2 separate regions of the Mus musculus genome follow, and region 1 is linked to region 2. The links are chromatin contacts, called in public Micro-C maps. All regions are on one chromosome and are shown on one strand. Each heading gives the region's core, a stretch centred on a gene start, on an enhancer-like site or on the middle of the called end of the contact. The rest is flanking DNA. Distances are from core to core; before and after follow the strand shown.

The links. A called contact is a pair of places that touch in the nucleus more often than the background predicts.
Region 1: a Micro-C map of embryonic stem cells shows a contact between it and region 2, with 4 times the contacts expected there. The contact joins the promoter of Ttc1 here to the promoter of Hmmr in region 2. A contact is called at or near these places in 7 of 39 promoter capture datasets (the 3T3-L1 cell line, the C10 cell line, cranial neural crest and 4 more), 3 of 484 Hi-C or Micro-C datasets (all in embryonic stem cells), 5 of 115 datasets of contacts at active chromatin or transcription factors (acute myeloid leukemia, embryonic stem cells, large pre-B cells and 1 more) and 1 of 9 other capture datasets (adipose tissue).

The regions. Positions count from the first base shown.
Region 1 is chr11:43,746,176-43,752,364 of GRCm38.p6, forward strand. Ttc1 (tetratricopeptide repeat domain 1) reads right to left here and starts at 1,833. Exons shown (of 8, transcript NM_133795.2): 1 at 1,747-1,833.
Region 2 is chr11:40,731,020-40,737,014 of GRCm38.p6, forward strand. Hmmr (hyaluronan mediated motility receptor (RHAMM)) reads right to left here and starts at 2,418. Exons shown (of 18, transcript NM_013552.2): 1 at 2,295-2,418. The coding sequence starts at 2,340. Nudcd2 (NudC domain containing 2) reads left to right here and starts at 2,642. Exons shown (of 4, transcript NM_026023.5): 1 at 2,642-3,135; 2 at 4,999-5,047; 3 at 5,474-5,625. The coding sequence starts at 2,947.

The DNA of each region.
Region 1 (6,189 bases), core at 583-3,082, 3.0 Mb after region 2:
AGAGCCCCATTGGTCGTGCAAACTTTATATGCCTCAGTACAGGGGAACGCCAGGGCTAAGAAGTGGGAGTGGGTGGGTAGGGGAGTGGGTGGGGGAGCGTGTGGAGGACTTTTGGGATAGCATTGGAAATAAATGAAATAAATACCCAATAAAAAAAATATGGAAAAAAAAAACCCTTCTGTCTTTCACACCTAAACAAACTTCTACATATAACCCCGCCAAACACAGCTTGACTTTCTTTGACTGGGGAGTCATTATTTTTATTTATTTGTTTTATAAGTATTATTGGTTTTTTTGTTTTGTTTTGTTTTCTAGACAGGGTTTCTCTGTGTAGCCCTGGCTATCCTGGAACTCACTTTGTAGACCAGGCTGGCCTCGAACTCAGAAATCTGCCTGCCTCTGCCTCCTGAGTGCTGAGATTAAAGGAGTGCACCACCATGCCCGGCTTGTTTTTTTTTGTTTGTTTGTTTTTGTTTTTTGAGACAGGGTTTCTCTGTGTGACCCTGGCTGTTCTGGAACTTGTTTTGTTCATCAGGCTGGCCTTGATCTCAGAGATCCACCCTCCTCTGTCTCCCCATTGCTGGATTAAAGGAGTATGGATCATGCCTGTCCAAGGAAGTCATTTTAAAAACAGGATATCACCAATTGTGGTGGCCCATTCCTGCAGTCTCATCATTGGGGAGATGTAGTTAGAAAGATCAGAAGTTCAAGGCCATCCTTGGTTACACAGCAAATGTGAGGCTAGCCTGGGCTATGAGACCCTGTATTAGGCCCCTCCCCAGCCCCAAACTAGAGTATAATAAACTCACACTCAATGCCAATTATCATTTTAACTGATAGTCTTGCTGATCAAATATGGTATCAGACTTATACCAAGACTAACATCCCCACTTCCCACTGGTGTTGGAGACCGAATCTCAGACTTTGTGGTACATGTAAGCCATTTAAACAACTGAACCACACCCTCGATCCATACCCTAAATGAAAAGACTGATTTTAATGTGACTTTTCCACGTCCGGCAGCTTGCTGGATGGCACAAATTAGACAGAATCCAAAACAGCTGCAGGGGAAAAAAAAAGAAAGAAAGAAAGAAAGAAAGAAAGAAAGAGTTCTAATCTTTGTTCAGAATAAATGACCAAGTTGTCAACAGGAAACAATGAAGTCCGAATGGGACACTATCGCCACCGGGAGCCGAAGAATAAGTTTCTTATGGAGCCCAAGATGGCATCTGTGCCCAAATCGTGCTTATCATCGTAAGCAAATGCAAGCGGTATAGCTTAGGTAGCTAATTCTGGAAGGGGAGCCTTTGCGCAGATGTTTTCACAGGCATCCTCCAGGGACTCAGAACTCAGCCTTGGAAGAGCCGGTTCTCAACTCTCGCTGCGCAACCCTGCTGCCCAGATCCTGACAATATTGGTCTGCAGTCAGGTCAGAGCATCTCTGTTTTTTTAAAGTGACTCTGATGATTTTACGTTCATCCTATTAACCACTGCTGCTCTAGAAGCTGAGTCAGAACCTCTGCGGTGCCTGCCACCCCTCTGGTCGCAGCAAAACCACGCCAATGACCCAGTGTCGCGTTAAAGTCCGAATTCGTCCTAGCCTGTTAAAAGGAAAAGTTAAAAGGGAGGGTCAGGACTCGCAGGCTTCGCTTTTACTCGAGTGTCGCGTCCCTCCCGGCTATGAGTCAAGGTTAGAAAAGCCCCTCCCCGCGCGACCCCGCGCCTGTCCCAGGCCACAGTCCTCACCGAACGCCGCGAGACCCACGATGGGCTTCACAACCTCCCAGCTCCTCTCTCCACCGCTCCTGCCTCCGAGTCCTTCTACTTCCTCCTGAGTCAGGTGCACTTCCGGCCGCGCTGGCCAATGGCGCCATTGCTGGCAAAGCATTCTGGGAAATGTAGTGGCCAACTCGAAGAGAGTGAGCGGAAGTAGCTGTGTGACGTCACTGTACGGCTCAGTACTATGAGCCTCAGCTGTCATCTTGAGTTATGTCAAATCCTGCCAATTAGCACAAAGTAATTTTTCAAACGCGACTACTTGTGGCTTTAAAAACGTCTTTATTCTGGCGTCCCTCATGTTAGGAATGTGCATAAGAACCCGAAAACATCCTTCGTCCCTAAATAAACATTTCTTTCCAGTAGTTTCCAAAGTGCCTTTCAAGAGCTCTGTTAGGAGAGTAACAGTTTTCAAAACAGTAAATATTACACACTTTTTCCACTCATTTTCTCATGACTGTACAGCGCTTTCCAGAGGTTGTCTTCTGATATAGTGCAACAGAAGGAATACAAAAAGGGGTGAATTATTCTAGCTGTTAGGCAAGTCCGTCTATTTGTGAGCTAGACCTCCAGGCCTTCACCTGTCCTGTATTAAATCAGAGATTTGCAAAAAATTGAAACAATGCCATTCTTCTTGTGACAGGATAGCAAAGATGGAGAAAATTAAAAAGACATCGGAAAGGAAAGTAGCCTTTCATCAAGACTGGTTAAGTCTCTCCTAGGCTCAGTCATGAATTCCCACAAGGGGCTAGGAAGCATGACTTAGCAATTGAGAGCAATGACTGCACTTTCAGAGGACCAGGGTTCAATCCCCAGTACTCACATAGCAGCTTACCACAACTTTAACTCCAGTTCCAGGGCATTTAAGATCCTCTTCTGAACTTCATGGCCACCAGGCACACACATGGTAAACAGGCATACATGTAAACAAACACTCATGCACACCAGAAGAGTTAATTAGATAACAGTAAAGTTAAAAAAATTCCATAGAGTTATACAAAATTTCATAGACAGAAATACTGTTCCTTTGATTTATTTGTTTTTAAATGTAGATACTTTAAGAATTAACACAGAAGCTAGGCAGTGGTGTCACTTGCCTTTAATCCCAGCACATGGGAGGCAGAGGCAGGCAGATTTCTGAGTTGAGGCCAGCCTTGTCTAAAGAGTGAGTTCGAGGACAGCCGGAGCTATACAGAATTATTAAAAAAAAAAAAGATTTAACACTGAAATGAAACATAAGACATACCCATACCGCTGGGCTGTGGTGGCGCACGCCTTTAATCCCAGCACTTGGGAGGCAGAGGCAGGGGGATTTCTGAGTTCGAGGCCAGACTGGTCTACAAAGTGAGTTCCAGGACAGCCAGGGCTAAACAGAGAAACCCTGTCTCGAAAAACAAAACAAAACAAGACATACTCATACCCAGTGAAGCATGAGCCATATTTCTGACTCGTAATTTTCTGACAAATAAGGTTGTGAGATTGTGAGGGGCTAGGGAGATGAGAGATGACTTAGTGTGACAATAAGGCACTTGCCAGCAAGCTTGCTGACCAGAGTCTGATCTCCAGGAACATGTGGTAGAAGGAGAGAACTAGCCCCTGAATGTTGTCTTCTCATCCACACCTATATGTCATTCACACACCTTTATCCACCTCTCTCTATCTCTCCCTTTCCTGATAAATACTAATACTCAACAAAAGAAATGAAAAGTATACGATTCTGGTGTTATTTTCCATAGTTGTTTATGTAATTTGGTTCACTTGAAAAGATGAACTAATAGCAGGAGTTTTTCTTAAAATTTTGAGTAAATATTTACCGTGATAAAAGCATTGAAAAAGTATACCACGTATACCACATCCTTTATTGTTTGTTTGTTTGTTTGTTTTGTTTTTTTTTGTCAAACAGGGTTTCTCTGTATAGCCCTGGCTGTCCTGGAACTCACTCTGCAGGCCAGGCTGACCTCGAACTCAGAAATCTGCGTGCCTCTGCTTCCCAAGTGCTGGGATTAAAGGCGTGTGCCACCACTGCCCCATTTTCAAATCTCTTAAACAGTGTAACTTTAAAATCCACCAGAACAGGTATAATGGGTATAATCTCAGTGCTTGGGAGGTGGAGGCAGTAAGATCACAGAACTTTGTGGCCAGACTGGGTAGGTAGTCTGGGCGTAGTGAGTTCTAGGTCAGCTACGTCTAGAAAGTGAATAGCCATCTGAAATGCTAGCAAAAATGTATTTATATATTAGCTACCAACATCCCCCACCCCCCACGGGCCTGCTGTAATCCCAGCTATTTCCTTGAAGGTGAGATTGGAAGGTTGAAAGTTACAGATGAGTCTGCCTGGGCTATTGAGAGAGTCCACAACTAACCTGGGCATCTTAGTAAGACCATACATGCACAAAACAAAAAGTTTAAAAAACAAACAAACAAACAAACAAACAAACTTGCCTATCACATCTAAGGTCCTTTGTTTAATCTCTATCACTGAAAAGAGAGGGTGTGGGGGAGGGGGAGTAGGAGGGAGGGGAAAAGAGGACAAGGAAGTGGATCTCTCTCTCTCTCTCTCTCTCTCTCTCTCTCTCACACACACACACACACACACACACACACACACACACACACAAGTGCGTGTGTACTGATCACACTGTGAGATTGTGTAGTTAGAAACCTGTTTCTAGTTATGGTGTGTCTCAGCGCTAGGACACACCTTTCATGCAAGAGCTTTCTATTTACTGTAAACAGGATTAAATGGAGTCAACCTTAGGCCAAGAGGTGGAACAAGCAACCAGTTGACAGGAAGTGAACATAGAAAAAAGAACCATAGAGCATGAGAGGAAGTCAGGAGGGCAGATAGAAAGATGCAGGGAGAAGAAAGGAGGGACATTCAGTTGGAAGGGTTTTAAGACTGTGGAGGAAGCCGGGTGTGGTGGCGCACACCTTTAATCCCAGCACTCGGGAGGCAAAAGCAGTCGGATTTCTGAGTTCGAGGCCAGCCTGGTCTACAAAGTGAGTTCCAGGACAGCCAGGGCTATACAGAGAAACCCTGCCTCGAAAAAAAAAAGACTGTGTAGAGGAAATAAACAGAAGCAGATACATAGACCCTGTCTCAAACAAACAAAACAAGGGCCAGTGAGATGGCTCAGTAGGTAAAGGCCCTTGTTGCCAAGGCTGACTACCTGAGTTCAAGCCTCAGGACTCACAATGTAGAAGAGAATCAACTCCCCTGAGTTGTCTTCTGGCTTCCATAAGTAACCATTTTACATAACTTTCTATCCTACTATGGCTGCAATAAAACCTGAAACTCCTTACTGTGACCCCCCCCCCCCAGACTTGTGAGATTCTGCCTCTATTTCTGCTGGGGTCACTGTCCCCCTTAGTCACTTGCTATTCCTAACTGTGCAGAGACTCTTTTCCCTTCTCCAGACCTCTGTGCACTGTGTCCTCTGTGTGACACTGGTGACAGCTGCTCTGTGTCATGCTTGAACTCTTTCTGCAGATATTCCCTTACTGCCGCTAAAGTTTCTCACTCTATCACATGGTCTCCTGTCTTTCCATCACCACCTGGAAGTGATGCCCTTTAGTCCATCAAAAGATCCACAAGACTCTTGTCTGCTTGACTTCCTGTACAGAGATCTAGAAATTTTCCCAGGACAAAACAGGAAACCAAAAAGGTCTTTTTAACCTACTTCATTCATGTATTTATTCACTTGTCTAAGACATGTATCCTGGGCTGACCTTGAACTCAAAATTTAGCTGATCTCCAATCCTCTTATTTCAAGCACCCTTGCCCCGCTCTCCCCCTAGTGTTGGGATAGAGGCATGTACCACAACACCTGGTTTTATCCAGTTTAGGGATTGACTCAACTAACTGAGCCATAGCCCCAGCTCCAGAATTCAAATATTTATTGTGGAAATATATAAAATCAGTAGGTGCCATAATTACAATGTTAAGACTAAGAGTCAGAAAGTTTAAAGTCTGACCTCCGACCCTCACCAGTTACGAAGGGAAGCACAGAGCAAGGGTATAAAGTCTGGTCTGGCCACAGGGTATAAGTTCTTCTAAAGGACTAAGACACAGGACAGATAGAGTTACATTAACTGCAAAAACAAAAAGAGCCTTTGAAAGTCATTTATCCCTACAATAATATTTCTGGGTGTATACTTGGCATGAAAATCCCGTAATTGTTCCGTTTCAGACAACTGGCTCAGAGCCTGGCTGCAAATGAGATCTCTGTGGCTGGCAATGGATGGATGAAGGTACCATGTGTAACTGAGACTCGAAGTCTTGGAAGGAGTTATCCAGGAAGTTGGCAAGGTCAGCATCTTACTCCCAGCTGCCCAGCCCCCATTTGCCCTCAACCTTGGTCATTTGGCCAAAAAAGAGACTTGAGAGCTTCCATTATACACAGAACAGTGAGC
Region 2 (5,995 bases), core at 1,168-3,667:
TGCTGTTCATCACCAAAGGAAATCAGGACTGGAACTCAAGCAGGTCAGGAAGCAGGAGCTGATGCAGAGGCCATGGAAGGATAGTCTTCACTGGCTTGCTTTCCCTGGCTTGCTCAGCCTGGTCTTTATTATTATTATTATTAATTAATTAATTTATTTATTGGTTTTTTTGAAACAGGGTTTCTCTGTGTAGCCCTGGCTGTCCTTGAACTCAGAAATCCGCCTGCCTCTGCCTCCCTAGTGCTGGGATTAAAGGCGTGCACCACCATGCCCGGCTTCAGCCTGCTCTCTTATAGAATTTAAAATCTACTTTCAATTTTGTTCAGCCCATTCTCATTCACCTTCCAGATCTCCATGTGGCCATCTAGCTTTTGCAGAATCCCCCCCCCCCCCTCAAAAAAAATCAGGCTAGAAAATTCTCATAGCACTGTCTATAATTCCTAACAGCTTATTATGCTTTCATAAGGACTTATTTACTTTATCTCTACATTAGACTTAAGTGCTTGCAATTTGGGAGTAGCTTCTATTCTTCTAGTATTTAGCTCATAGTTATGTTGAGCAGTATAGAAAAAAAATATCTTGTTTGGGATGTGAGAATGGACTAGGCTTTTGTAATTAGCCACAGGAGTACTCAAAATCACCTGTGTCTGACAAGCTACAGAAAATACCATGCCAGACACTTTGTAGACATAGGGAGAACACACCAAATTTTAAAAAAAAAAAAAGTTAGATTCCCTCCTTTATCCCAGGATGCTTTAAGTTTCCTTGAGGTAGAAAAAGCTGCCATGGACTTACAAATATTAAATATCTGACATATTATCTTTGACACTGTAAGCCTTAACTACTGCTCCTTAAAACCAAACAGCAGCTGAGCCATGTGTGTTGTGCAGGTCTCTTAAGTTTCAGTACTTGGGAGGTGGCAGCAGGAGTACAAGGCTAGCCTGTGCTACAAGAGACCTTGTCTCAAAACAAAAACATCTACCCTGTTCTGTAGAACCTAAGTTGTCTGAGTTCCCTGGAAATGGTGTGGCCATGGAGATGGCTGTGTCTGATCACTCACTTGACCTTGTGAATGGAGGAACGTTGATAGAAACCAGATAGAGACTACTAACCAGTACATGCTACAGAGGATATAAACCGGCCTTTCATCTTCCGCTCCATCACTTACTTGCTGGCTGCATAATATAGTCAGAAACTCTCTCAATGTTCTCATTTGTAAAGAGTACAACTTTGGTACTTTTCTCGTCTAGCTGTTCAAAGGAATAACATATAGACCTTACGACAGTACAGCTGCACAGTTAGCATCTATCACCTCACACCCAAGGCTCTAGTTACTTGTGCATAAACCACAGCCCTTAAGAGCATAGCATATATCCTTGGAAGTCTGGGTTCCCACTCCATTTCTGCCAATTTAGTTTCATAAAATTGAGTGGATTTCAGTCTCATTTTTCATTTACTTCCAACATGCTATTAATTTGTTGTAGGTGTGAGTTACTGACAGTCTATGTAGCTCAGGCCACTAGGTCTGGAAGTGTCTATTTCTTACAGGTGAAAACATTAAAAATTACTTTATTCTAACTGTTTAAATGCTATCACCATCTACACTCAATTTACTCTGTCATCTACACACCAAGTTCCACTATTCTATTGTTAAAATGCTGAACATTACTTAAGAATTGTTTCATGAGATGGCTCAGTGGGTAAGAGCACTGACTGCTCTTTCAAAGGTCATGAGTTCAAATCCCAGCAACCACATGGTGGCTCACAACCATCTGTTATGGGATCTGAGGCCCTCTTCTGGTGTGTGAGGACAGCTACAGTATACTCATGTTAATAAATCAACCTTAAAAAAATAAAATATTAAAAAAGAAATTCCAAAGAACTGTTTCACGAGTGGAAAAGAATCCGTGGGCAGCTGTCTTTACTGAACAGATTTCTCAGTCTTTATGCTTTTATATCTGAATGCAATGTCAATGCAGAAAATTCTAAAGAGAGTAACTTCTTTTTAAAAAGAAAAGTAGCGCCTGCCAACTCCTAATCCCCTTCAACCAGCTGTGGTTTCTCCATGGTGTTGATGGCATATTTTGGAATCTCACGCTTGAAGACTCGCTGTGTGCAGGGATGACCTCATTTCACGTAGGGCCGCGTCTCTACCATCCCACACTGCGCTAACCAGGTGTTTACTGCGTGAATTTGGAGAAAAACAAACACCGCCCCAGCCCTAACCTGGCTTTCGAATGACTGGGAAACGAGGGCACATCCCCTTCCCACCCTGTTCCCCCACCCGTACGTACCCGAAGGGTCATTGAATCTCTTCAGGGGCGCCTTAGGAAAGGACATTCTGACGCCTGGGTCCAGATGAGACAGCAATCAAACGCCCCAGCAAACTGTCAGCTCGCCTGAATTCAAATTTACCTCAACTTTCCCCCTCAGCCAATCAGAAAACCTAAACCTATCTGGCCAATCCTGCATGGTCCAAAGAGCATGCGCACTAGATTCCTACCGCCGCCCAATCGGAAGGTTTGTAAGTTTAAGCTAGTAGCCAATAAGAGGCTGCTCCTGATCGTCGCCGCAAACAGCTCTATCCAATCACTTCTGGTTTTACTCAGTTTTACTGGGTAGCCCAGTTCGCGCAAGCGCACTTCACAGGCCGGTGGACGCGTCGGAATTTTGGCGTCACACAGGTTTAAAGATCGCAGGCACTTTTCTCCTTTGTTCCGGCGTCAGTGTTCTTTGGATGTCAACATCTCTAGGCTTCGGTCGATTTCACCAGGGCTCACGAGTGTCTTAAATGGGCTCTGAAAGGGAGAATTTTGCACACTCGGACACGCCAGTTTGGACTCTTGCGCATGTGCAGTGACCCCAAGGCGCCGAGGGCAAGCCCAGAGCCTAGTCCCGCCGGTGTAGTGCTCTCCCGGAGCCGTGTGCCTGCGTGGCGTCTTCAGAATGTCCGCCCCGTTTGAGGAGCGCAGCGGGGTGGTTCCTTGCGGGACTCCGTGGGGACAGTGGTACCAGACCCTGGAGGAGGTGTTCATTGAAGTCCAGGTGCCCCCCGGCACTCGCGCGCAGGACATCCAGTGCGGCCTGCAGAGTCGGCACGTGGCTCTGGCCGTGGGTGGCCGCGAGATCCTCAAGGTAGCAAGCCAGGGCTTGTCCCGAGTTCCTTCTTCTGGCTTTCCCGCACCCCGAGCCCTAAAATTCACGGTGTCAGAGGGATGACTGCTGGGTGTGGCAAGGTTAGTTCCTGGCTGGTAGAAAGAAGTGGTAAATTGTTCTGGCGAGGGGTCTCCACGGAGCACTGCACCCACAGAGCAGATTTTGCGCGGGTAGAACTCAAAGATTTTGTTCTCCACTTTATTTCTAAAATAGGTTTGGGGTGCTTTTATTTCCTCCGGAGTTCCTGCTGACAGAAGGCTAAGTAGGTCAAAAGAACGAATATGCGTCTTCTGGGCACCGATGGGAGTCCCAGAGACTAGACAAAAGGATTCTGAACTCTGTTCATGACGTGTAGGCTAATACAGGCACTTACAAGCAAGGCTAGGGTAATGGGATGAGGATTCCAAGATGTCAGATTGGTTTTCTAAATAACAAGTTTCTTGCATGTTGATCTTCATCGTAGTGAAAAGGTGTGTGAAGTTACCTAATTTCACCAAATTTTTAATCTGGTCACATTTCCCCGTTTTTGGTTAAGAATTTATTAAGACTCACATAACAATCAGGCTATACTTTACACCTAGATTAGATGCATAGCCTGTTGGAGGATGACTGTATAATGTAGTGGTGAACGGAGACATGATACTGTGTTTTGTAACCTTGGGCAGGAGAAGGAAAATTAGTCAACAGCTAATTGGATATCAATTTCTGCAACATGTGATTTGAACCTTTTTAAGAAACTGGCCTTTTCTAGTGCCAGCTTCTCAAAAGAGATTGAACTAGCTTTAATAACATTGAGTTTAAAAGAGAGAGCACTTTTAAGGCAGGTGTTGTGGTGCACGCTTTTAATCCCAGCATTTGGGAACCTTAGGCAGGTAGATCTCAGCTCAGCGAATTAGGCCAGCAAGCCAGATGTACTAAGCCAGCTCCATGACTCCATAGAGCAGTGGTTTTCAGCCTTTCCTAATGCTTCGCTCCATTAATAAAGTTCCTCATGGCCGGGTGTGGTGGGCACACGCCTTTAATCCTAGCACTCAGGAGGCAGAGGCAGGGGGATTTCTGAGTTTGAGGCCAGCCTGGTCTACAAAATGAGTTCCAGGACAGCCAGGGCTTTACAGAGAAACCCTGTCTTCAAAAACAAACAAAAAAGTTCCTCATGCTGTGGTGGCCCCCAACAATAAAAACAGTGTCCTTGATACTTCATAAGTGTAATTTTGCATTTACGAATCTGTCATTAAATATCTGGTATGTAGGATATCTGATATGTGACCTTGAAAGAGGTTGAGATGAACAGGCTGAGGACTGACAGACTCTGCTTCAAGAAAACAAAACATAGTCACCAGGTGGTGGCTGTACACACCTTTAATACTAGCATTCAGGAGGCAGAGACAGGATTTCTGTGAGTTTGAGGCTCTTGGTCTATAGAGCAAGTTCCTGGGCAGCCAGGGCTACACAGGGAACACCCACCCCCTTAAAAAATGCAAAACAAAAGAAGGAAAACAAAAAATAGGACATTTTTTCTAGTTTTAGTAGGAGTCCCTGTCTTGTTCATATTAATTAATTGGTAAAGCGTTTTATATGTTAATGTTGCGTTCTATCATAAAGAGTAGTATGTCTTCTCCTGTTTTGTGTAGTGGTGGTGGTCCCTGTGTGTTTCTTCCATGGTAAAGTTGTCAGATTTGTAAACTGGACTCTGATTAGGCGAAAGTTCAAGGTTGAGCACCTACAGGTAGGGGAACTTGGCCTAAGATGTGCCTTAGCTTGGAATGAGCCAAATCTTAATGATGAGAATTTATAAAGCTTAATGAAATACTGTAATTCTATTACCTTATATTGATTTTCCAGGGGAAACTGTTTGATTCTACAATTGCTGATGAAGGAACATGGACTTTGGGTAAGAGAAATCTGTTATGATTCATACACTTAAAAATTGGATCATGGTATCATTTCTCCTTTATATTGTCTTGTCTTTGTAGCTGTGAAAGATGGAGAAAAACGTGTTGAGAGCAATTGTCTATCAAAACTACCTAATAGGGGGCTGGTGAGATGGCTCAGCGGTTAAGAGCACTGACTACTCTTCCGAAGGTCCTGAGTTCAGATCCCAGCAACCACATGGTGGCTCACAACCACCCGTAATGAGATCTGATGCCCTCTTCTGGTGTGTCTGAAGACAGTTACAGTGTACTTATATATAATAATAAATAAACTTTAAGCAAACAGACAAAAACAAAAAAAAAAAATAGTACCTAATAGCCTTTGGAAAGTACAATGTTTAATGATGCACTGTAATTTCTCTGTAACTACTTTCTTTTTATCTTAGAGGACAGAAAAATGGTCCGCATTGTCCTGACAAAAACCAAGAGAGATGCAGCAAACTGTTGGACTTCTCTTTTAGAGTCTGAATATGCAGCTGACCCCTGGGTGCAAGACCAAATGCAGAGAAAACTTACATTAGAGCGATTCCAGAAAGAAGTAAGTCAGATGTGGGAGTGAGTGTGTACAGATACTCCATTCAAACGCACAGGGGGTCATAAGCTATACAAAGGTGTAAAAAGCCTTTTAGGTGAATTTTAAAGTGAATGGTTAGAAAATTGCTTATTATGTAGGTTTCAAATTTCACAAATGTATGCATTTCTGTAAGACCGATGCTGAATGCACACCAGTAATTCATGAATAATTAACCTAAAGAACTGGACCGCTGTAGGTATATAGTATGAAAGGGAGCTGTCCCTTCATTGGATTCTCCACCTCTTGCTTCTGCCTCTTGATCGGCCTTTTTTAGTGGTAGTTTCCACCGGCATCATGCTGACTTCCAGGTATATGTCTGACCTAGACTTCTCGG